Linked DNA regions of Cricetulus griseus: region 2 is linked to region 1. The links are chromatin contacts, called in public Hi-C maps. All regions are on one chromosome and are shown on one strand. Each heading gives the region's core, a stretch centred on a gene start, on an enhancer-like site or on the middle of the called end of the contact. The rest is flanking DNA. Distances are from core to core; before and after follow the strand shown.

The links. A called contact is a pair of places that touch in the nucleus more often than the background predicts.
Region 2: a contact with region 1 is called in a Hi-C map of fibroblasts, with 5 times the contacts expected there. The contact joins the promoter of Fads3 here to the promoter of Fen1 in region 1. A contact is called at or near these places in 4 of 8 Hi-C or Micro-C datasets (the CHO-K1 cell line, fibroblasts and liver).

What each region holds. Positions count from the first base shown.
Region 1 is chr3:50,246,550-50,250,714 of CriGri-PICRH-1.0, forward strand. Fen1 (flap endonuclease 1) reads left to right here and starts at 2,707. Exons shown (of 2, transcript XM_027406738.2): 1 at 2,707-3,013. It overlaps LOC118237682 (transmembrane protein 258), which reads right to left and starts at 2,581. Exons shown (of 4, transcript XM_027406739.2): 1 at 2,452-2,581; 2 at 249-358. The coding sequence starts at 2,454.
Region 2 is chr3:50,408,930-50,413,027 of CriGri-PICRH-1.0, forward strand. It overlaps Fads3 (fatty acid desaturase 3), which reads right to left and starts at 1,506. Exons shown (of 12, transcript XM_027406730.2): 1 at 1,112-1,506. The coding sequence starts at 1,336.

The DNA.
Region 1 (4,165 bases), core at 1,457-3,956:
AACCAGCCCTCTAAATACCAACAAACCACCTTTTGAACCTTGGCTCACAGTCTCTAGCAAACTGAGCTAACGACGTTGGAAACAGGGCCATGGCCTGCCCTTAGGCATCACCAGCCTTCTCCTATACTCACCTTGTCTCAACCCCACCACAAAGGAAAAAAGTAGCAGGGCACAGTTACCCAATGTGGTTTCTTCCTCAGTTCTTACGCCACTAGTTCTGGTTCCCTGGCTGTTCAGTAAAAGGATACACGAAGAACCAGGCGGTGAAGAACATGCCAATGGCCAGAAGTACCACAGTCAGGTGTGGGAAGACAGCCGGGTTGACCGGGCTAGTGTACCGACTCATGGCCTCGAGCTCCTAGGGAAGAAAGATCAGTTTTAGTTTCAATCTGGGGAGACCCTGGAACAGCCATGTATTATTGAGACTGTTAGAGGCACATTTCAGCCTGGGAAATGCAGAACTCCTTCAAGTAATTTACTCTGGGAATGGAAATTACAATAATTTTGTATGTGTGTTTGTCTCTATGTGAGTGTGTGTATGCATTTTTATATTTTACACGTTTATCTGCTCTGTGAGTGTGGGTGCAGGTACCATCAAGTGCATGGGCGATCAGAAGACAATTTGCTAAAGTTGGTTTTCTCCTTACACCATGTGGGTCCTAGGACTGAACTCAAGTTACAAGGCTGGACAGTAGGAGTGTTCACCTGTTGAGCCATTTTGCAGGTCAGCCTCCCTATCCACTTTTTCTTTAAATTTGTGAGAAGGCTACAGGACAATTTTCTGAGCCACTTTCTGCCGTGTTTGAGGCAAGATCTCTCTTGGGTTTTTTTGTTCTGTTTTGTTTTTGGTCACTGTGACAAGTACTCCAGGTTAGTTGGCCCCCAGGCTTCTGAGCAATTCTTCTGGTTCCATTTTCCATCCTGCTATCTGAGTTCTGAGATTACCACATCTGGCTTTCAAAAATAATGTGGGTTCTAAGATGCAAACTCAGGTTTTTGGCTTGCACACCAAACACTTTTACCCACTGAACCATCTTCCCAGCCTTATAGTCACATCTTAAAGTAGGGACATGGCAAGCTTTGTAGTAGAGCATTTGCATAGCATGAATGAAGTCTTGGGTGTGATCTCCAGCACTGGGAAAAAAACAAAACAAAACAAAACAAAAAAACAACAAAAAAGTATGGAGGCAGCAGCTTTTCTTTTGGTACGATAAGAGCAGCTGAGTCAGAGGCTCAGGCATAGGAAGGGATAGAGATAAATGGCTCCTAGGATTTTCTAGCCAGTGATCACTAAGACAATCATGGATCTGTCTGGAGAAAAAACAAAGAAAAAGCTTGTCCACAATTTCCATTGCTTTTGGACCTGTGTCCAGACTCTAAACCACTAATTTGTGCAGGAAGCTGAAGCCTAGACTAATACGAAGACCTCAAGTTCTAATTCAAGAGCATTCTTAGGAGGGAACCACAGGGATCTCCTGGCAGAAGACAACTGTGATAATTCTGGCTTTACTGAATCACTGGAGTTTGAGTTACGTAGTTATAACAAGTATTGGTTTCACAGGTCTGATGCAGGATTGGAGAAAGATGATAAATGTTGACACATCTAGTTGACTGCCTGCCATGGAGTAACTGCTCAATAGGTATTTGTTTCCTTCCTAAGGTTGTAGAGAAGATTATGAGATAATGCCTGTGAAAGGACTATAAATGCAAAGTTCTGTACAAATGTTAACTTCCATTGTCACTTGCCAGCCAATGCCTCTAAAGTCCAGAACATAACAACTCCAGAGAAGTAAACTGAACCCATTGTTCTAAGAGACACAGGAATTCAATTCAGTAAACAATTATGTCCCCCTTTCCCCCCTATAAAAGCCAAAGACAATTGCTGCCATTTATGGAGCCTCCAATTGCAGGCCCAGTGTTTGGCAACAAGAATACAAAGAAGAATAGACATCACCCCAGAACTAGATGCACGTCAGATGGTGGTCACTAGGAGGCGTGGCAGATAAAAAAGAGGTCCACGAAACGTGGCAAGAGGTGTACAGAGACTGTAAGAGCCCAGAAAACAGACAAGTGCCTGTGAGAGTTGCAAGTGTTTCACCAGGTAATGACATGTATCCAAGGGCCTTGCGGGATGAATTCAGCAAGGGAAACTTTCCAGATAGCGATAACTGATCATAGGAAAGAGAAATAAACGCGCGAAGGTATTCAACGTGCACCCCACGCCCCTCAGCCTTATGATCAACAATATCATAAGCCCATTGTGATGGAAACCTCAGTCTGAGAAATTCTCGGCAAGGGGCTTGCTTTCCCCGTTCCTCAGCTAAACATGGGCTCCAGCAGCGACCCACCCTGGGGACACGGAATGCTGACGACTCCGCGGAAGAACGCGGTGTGGACCGGATACCCAGGAGTCCTGGCCCACAGCCCTGTCCGCAACTCCCACCATCTCACCATTTTGCCCCGCACACGATAAACCACCGGTCCACCACCGGAAGAACACGTCGGCAAGAGCAAGCGCGTTGAGCAACAGGAAGAGGATGTGGTCCCTCGCGCGTGGCATTGTGGGACTTGTAGTCCCGCGGTTTCAGGTGTAACGGTAACTGGGACTCTGAAGACCTATGTGAGTGACATGGGGTTGGAATGTGAGAGGGGGTAGTGCAGAGTCTCTGTTTTAATCCGTTTTCCCCGGAAATAAGGTCCACTATGAAAGCTGCGGTCTGAAGTGGCAGAGACTGCACTATATTTCCCAGGAGGCTGTTCGCGGAGGGCGGGTCACGTGACCGGAGCGCGGGCTTTGGAAGGCGGCGAAGCTGGAAACGACTTCGGCTCTACATCAGAAGAACGCGCTCGAGTCGGTTCTGAGGACTCCGTGGATGCCGGACCACCGCTAGCTGCCGAGGGAGGGTGAGGCCTCGCGGAAGCGGTGCTGAGAGCGACGAGTTACCGCGGGAGCAGCACCAGGCGGCCCCGGCTTTGACCATTCGCGCTGCTGGGAGCCTCCGTCTCTTCACCGGTAGGAAGTAGGTAATAACCTTTCCCCGCGAGGACTACGGCCTTATTTTAGAAACACTAGAAACGACTTGTTCAGTCCGTTTCCTGCCCGGGTCTGCGGGGTACTGCAAGAGGAAGACGACTAACAGGGTATTGCTAGGGGAGTTTGTTAGCTGGCAGTTCGGGGATTCCGAAGCAGAACCTCAGTCCACCCGGAGAGAGCAGAGCCTGTTTCTCCGAGGGCCCTTGTGAGGAGGTTTTGTACCTCTTAGGAAATGGGTCCAAGGTCTGCTGACATCAAGAGACACTGCTTGCGTCCTTTTCTTTCTTTCTTTCTTTCTTTCTTTCTTTCTTTCTTTCTTTCTTTCTTTCTTTTTCTTCCTTCCTCCCCCCCTCTCCTTCCTTCTTCCTCCTCCTCCTCTTCTGTGCTGTTTTTTATTTTTTTATTTTATTTTTTTTTTGGTCCAGGATATTTTTTTAAAAAAATAATTTTATGGTCATTGGTGTTTTGCCTGCATGTATGTCTGTGTGAGGGTGTCAGAAGCCCCGGGACTGGAGTTACAGGTATGAGCTGCCATGTGGGTGCTGGGAATTGAACCCCGGTCCTCTGGAAGAACAGCCAGTTAACCTCTGAGCCATCTCTGCAGCCTCCCGAGACACTGTGCTTTCTGATATTTCTGGCTGAGGGAGGCGTTTTATCCTCCATGCAGCCATTTCATGTAAGGGTTTGCTATCTGGGACATCCTGTGGAGGCGGGACTGAGATGGCATCAAGACAGAACAGTGTATCCTCTGTGACAGGATGGGTGCTGTCTTGTACTCATTCTAGCAAAGCAGTGAGACATGAACCAGAGCACTGGGTGGGCAACACTGGCACACCATCTGGTGATGTGTGCTTTCCACCTGGTGTTGGCCAGTTTTGCAAGGCAGAAATGATTCTTTCACAACTCATACCACAGAGTAAGTGCCTTAATTGTGTTTCACAGAGCTGAAGATGTGGCTCAGTGTAGAGCGCTTGCTGGCGCTAGCATATGTGAGGCCCTAGGTCAGTCCCTGTTGTTATGCACAGGACACATCAAGTGGTTTCATGGGTGGTGGCTGGATTCGAAGCTGGGCTTTTTATTTGATTTCTGGTGCTGGGGATTCAGCCGGGGACTTCAGCCTTGCTAGGCAAA
Region 2 (4,098 bases), core at 256-2,755, 160 kb after region 1:
ATGGAGTTGCCAGGGCTCAGTGGGAGAGGCCGTGGCACCTCATGCCCACCATGCCCTCATAGGAAGGTAGGTCCACGCGCACACGCACCACACACACACACACACACACACACACACACACACACACACACACACCACACTGTGGCCCAAGGTTGGTGATTTTCAGGAACCTTCTCATTCTTATGCCTCTCAGTTGCTTGGAGTGAATGGGAAAGAAGAGGGACAGTGACAGTCCTGGGACAGAGCAGAATCTTCTCTGCTGCCACCAAGTTCTTCCATTAGGACTCCATGCCCTCCAGTCTTGAAGGTCTCCCTGGTACCCATTGTGACTAACCTACAGTTCTGGAGAGTAGGGGGCAGAGCCTCATGGCCTCGACCTTTGTCCACATAGGGTGACTGAGGCTGGAAGGGTCTGGGAAATTGTTTTACCACTGGGCTCCAGCCAGATAGTGCTCCAGGCCAGCCACATCCCTCCTTGTCTAGACGTGGACTGAGAATGGGAAGCCAGAGTCCCCAGGGGCCAGCCTGTGCCTGGGGTGACTGTGCTTCCCGTGGAGGCCCACCCAGCCTGGCAAAGTCTTCCCACGTGCAGCTGCCAGCCCAGCAGAGGTGAGTCACTGGCCCTCAGAACAGTCTACACAAATGCTGGATAAGCCACAGACCTCCAGGCCCTGCCCAAGCTCTGCTGCCCAGCCCCCAGTCTCTGATGGCATATCCCTGTCGTTAGGGACCCAGCCCTGCCCCTCACACTTTGGAAGCACCAGGTACTAGTCTGAGAGACTCACAGCAGAAATGAGACCCTCGGTACAACAGTAAGGGTGCTTACCTAGGGTGGAATCTGCCCCTCACGGCACACCCACTTCAGTGGGCCCATTCCTCCCGGAGAGACCTATTGCACAGACTGACCAACAGCCGGTCCTCCATGAAAGAAAGAGACTTCCTTGGCCCTGGCTGCATCTCAACTCTGGAGCCAGGGCGTGGGGTCAAAGGTCAGAAAGAGCAGAAAGGATGCTAAGGTCCGCAGGTGGAATGAGGCTAGGAGCCTACGACCCACGTCTCCCTCCCCACCGTTAGCGCAAGGCTCCACCCCGCAGGCTGTGGGTTAGCTTACCGTGGCGTCCTCCGCGCCGTGGTGGCCGATGAGGCGGCTGCCCCCTGGGTGCCGCTGTGCCCAGCGGCTGATGTCGTAGACACGGCGCTCGATGACCAGCCACTTGTCGCCTGGTAGGTCGTGCTGGCGGATCTGCTCCCAGCGGAAGATGGGCAGGGGCGCCCCCAGCGGTGCGGGCCCCTCCCGCGGCCCCGGTCCCCCGCCGGGCTCCCCGACGCCACCCATAGCCGCTGTGCACAAGTCCCCCGGACCCCGGAATGTGACCGAGGTCTGACAGAGACACCGTGGAAGGCGAGGTCGCTATCTGGGGTCTTCCTCCGCCGCTGCCCGCCCTGCCGGCCCCGCCCTGCCGCTGCGGCCGCCGTATGAGCGTGCGCCTGCCCGGCTCTCGGCGCAGGGAACTTTTCCCTCCCTTATAACCGCGCTGACAGCGCTCGCCTCGCCCGCCCCTCGTCCCGGCCCCCACGCTGGCCAGTCCCGAGCCCGCTCCAATCCCGGCGCGGCTCCTCCACCTCCATTGGCTGCCGGGGGAGGGCGGTGTCGCGAAGGGGCTCGCCCCACCCGCGAAGGCCTAGGGGGCCACCACGCCCGGCCCAGCCCCCGGGACACTGTCCCGCCCCCAGTTCCTCGGACTCGCAGCTTGGCCGAGTGTGGGGGTGGGAGGAATGGGGACCCGGTCGCGTACGAGAGAATGGCAGGCCACTATGCCCCTCAGGGGCCCAAGAGGAGCCCGGGTCTGAGCCCTAAGGGGCTGGGAAGTGTGGTTAGGGATGTCACGGGGGCCTTAGCCATACATTCCGGGTGGCTATAGTTGAGGACACTATCTCTGGGGTGACTGTCAACAGCCTCCAAACAATGGACCTCACCCCACAACAAATCCTCAACATCCACACGAGAAGGCCATTTAGAGCCATCTGCTGGGGTGATAGCCTCTTCTCTCCTTTGGCTGCATACAGGGTTGGGGGTGCCCAGGGTGGTCAGAGGAGGAAGGGAACAGACCGCAATGGTGCCTGCAGCGCTGTACCAGGAAAGAATGGACCAGCCTGCAATGGGTGGCTTGCTTGTTACCACCTCCCACCCCACCCCACCCCCTTTCAGTGGTATTTTTGACTTATTAAATTGAAATCCTCTTGAGAGTGTAGCTACATTCCCAAATTGTACGATGTTACTTTGAGGTCGACACCAATTCCTTAAAAGTTAAGCATTCACACCAACAGGAACCACAATTGGCAAACTTGAAGTTCTATCAGAACTTCCCAGAGGGCTAGTTAAAACAGAATCCCTCACTCCACCCTATCGTGACGTGGCTCAGGGCAGAAAGGTGAGGCAGGCCTGCTGGTTGGAGAAAATCTTTTCAGAACCTTAAAGTATATTTCTCCAATATGCTAACATTTCCTCTTGGCCTACCTAAGAATTTGTAGGAGACCTGGCCTTTAAGGATATCAAAATCAACCTGTACTCCTTGTCAACATAAAATATTTGCATGTAACCTTCACACATCCTGCCATGCACTTTAAATCATCTTTGAATTCCTTATAATGCCTAATGTGATGTAAATGCTCTATAAATAATTGCTCACTGCATTGTTTAGGGAACAATGGCAAGAATAAAAAGACTGAAAGCATTCAGCCCAGATGCAACCATTACAAGCCTAAATGCAAGGACAGGAAGAGAAGCAGAGGCGAGCAATACTCTAAAGAATGTTGGGAAGATAGTCAGGACCCGTGAAAGGAGAAGAGGTGACAGCAGGGCCAGCCTACATACACACTGCTTCCTTCACATGGAGAGAAAGGAGTGTGGCACATTCCTGTTTCACATTTTGGAAATTTCTGGATTTTCTGAACATGTCAAACTTACTGCTGATGTGTCTTAGGATGCAGAACTCACGAGATGGAAGGACCATGCATGATTTGTGCTGCAGGCAGACCAGAGCTTGAAGAAGGGAGCTTCTTGGTTCTCCCTAGTTCAAGGAACTCTTGCTTTGCTTAGCCAGGACAACCAGAGATCCATGATGTTGCCACAGACAGGAGCTGTTCAGTCCTCTTCTACTGGGCCCTTCAGAATCCTGGAACCCCATTTCTGCACACCTGGAGGGTACAGACAACAGTCCAGGCCCAAGAGGACAGCAGGTACTGCTGCCCCCACATGGTCACACTGAGCACTGGGATGAAGAGAGTCTGCTCTTGCATCCAAACCTGGTGGCCCATAGGGTGTAGTCCTTACTCCTATCTCAGCACCTCTCAGTATAATGATGTGGCTGACTCAAGAGCCATCCGAGGGCTCCTTCCTTGGGGGTCTGGCCTGGATTTAGGTATGGGAGGCAGTTAGGGATTGGGTAAGTCCTAGTCATACCAGGAGAGTCAGCAAAGTGAAGGCTAGACAGACTGGTTAGATAAACCAAGAGAAGGCCTGAACCATGCTACCCTCTCTGGCCACTTCAGTCCAGCATGGAATATATAAGAGGAAGGGGGCCCCCTTTTCACCTGTATCTAGCTCTGTGTTTCTATAAAGCCTAAACTATGAATGACCTCTCCCTACCTCCTACACAAACAGCTTCCCACTTTAATTCTCTGCAGGCCTTGGGGTCATCCCTAGGCCACTCTGTCTCTCTGATCTCTGACGCTGGAGAACTTGCAACTTGCAGGGAGTCAGGGGCTGGGGGAACTTGAGGCTCCATTGTCCCCAAATCCTCAAATCCGGGCAGCTGAGGCCTCTCAGACCACTTAGAAAGGGAGAGGCATCACTCGACATTCCTGAGCTGCCATTGGGCCACTGCCAGGGTGTGTGGGTGTAGGAGGGGGAGGGAAGCCAGCCAAGTTGGGTATTTTTTTTTTGAGGGGGGTAAACTTGAGATTTGAGGAGAGTCCCCTTGAACACCTTGAATGCAGACCCTCGCCTCTGTCCCTCTGGGTCCTTTATTGTTGGGAGCTTCTACCCAGGCCTCTTATTGGATGCCTTGAAATTGCCACCCCCTACAGAGCCACCAG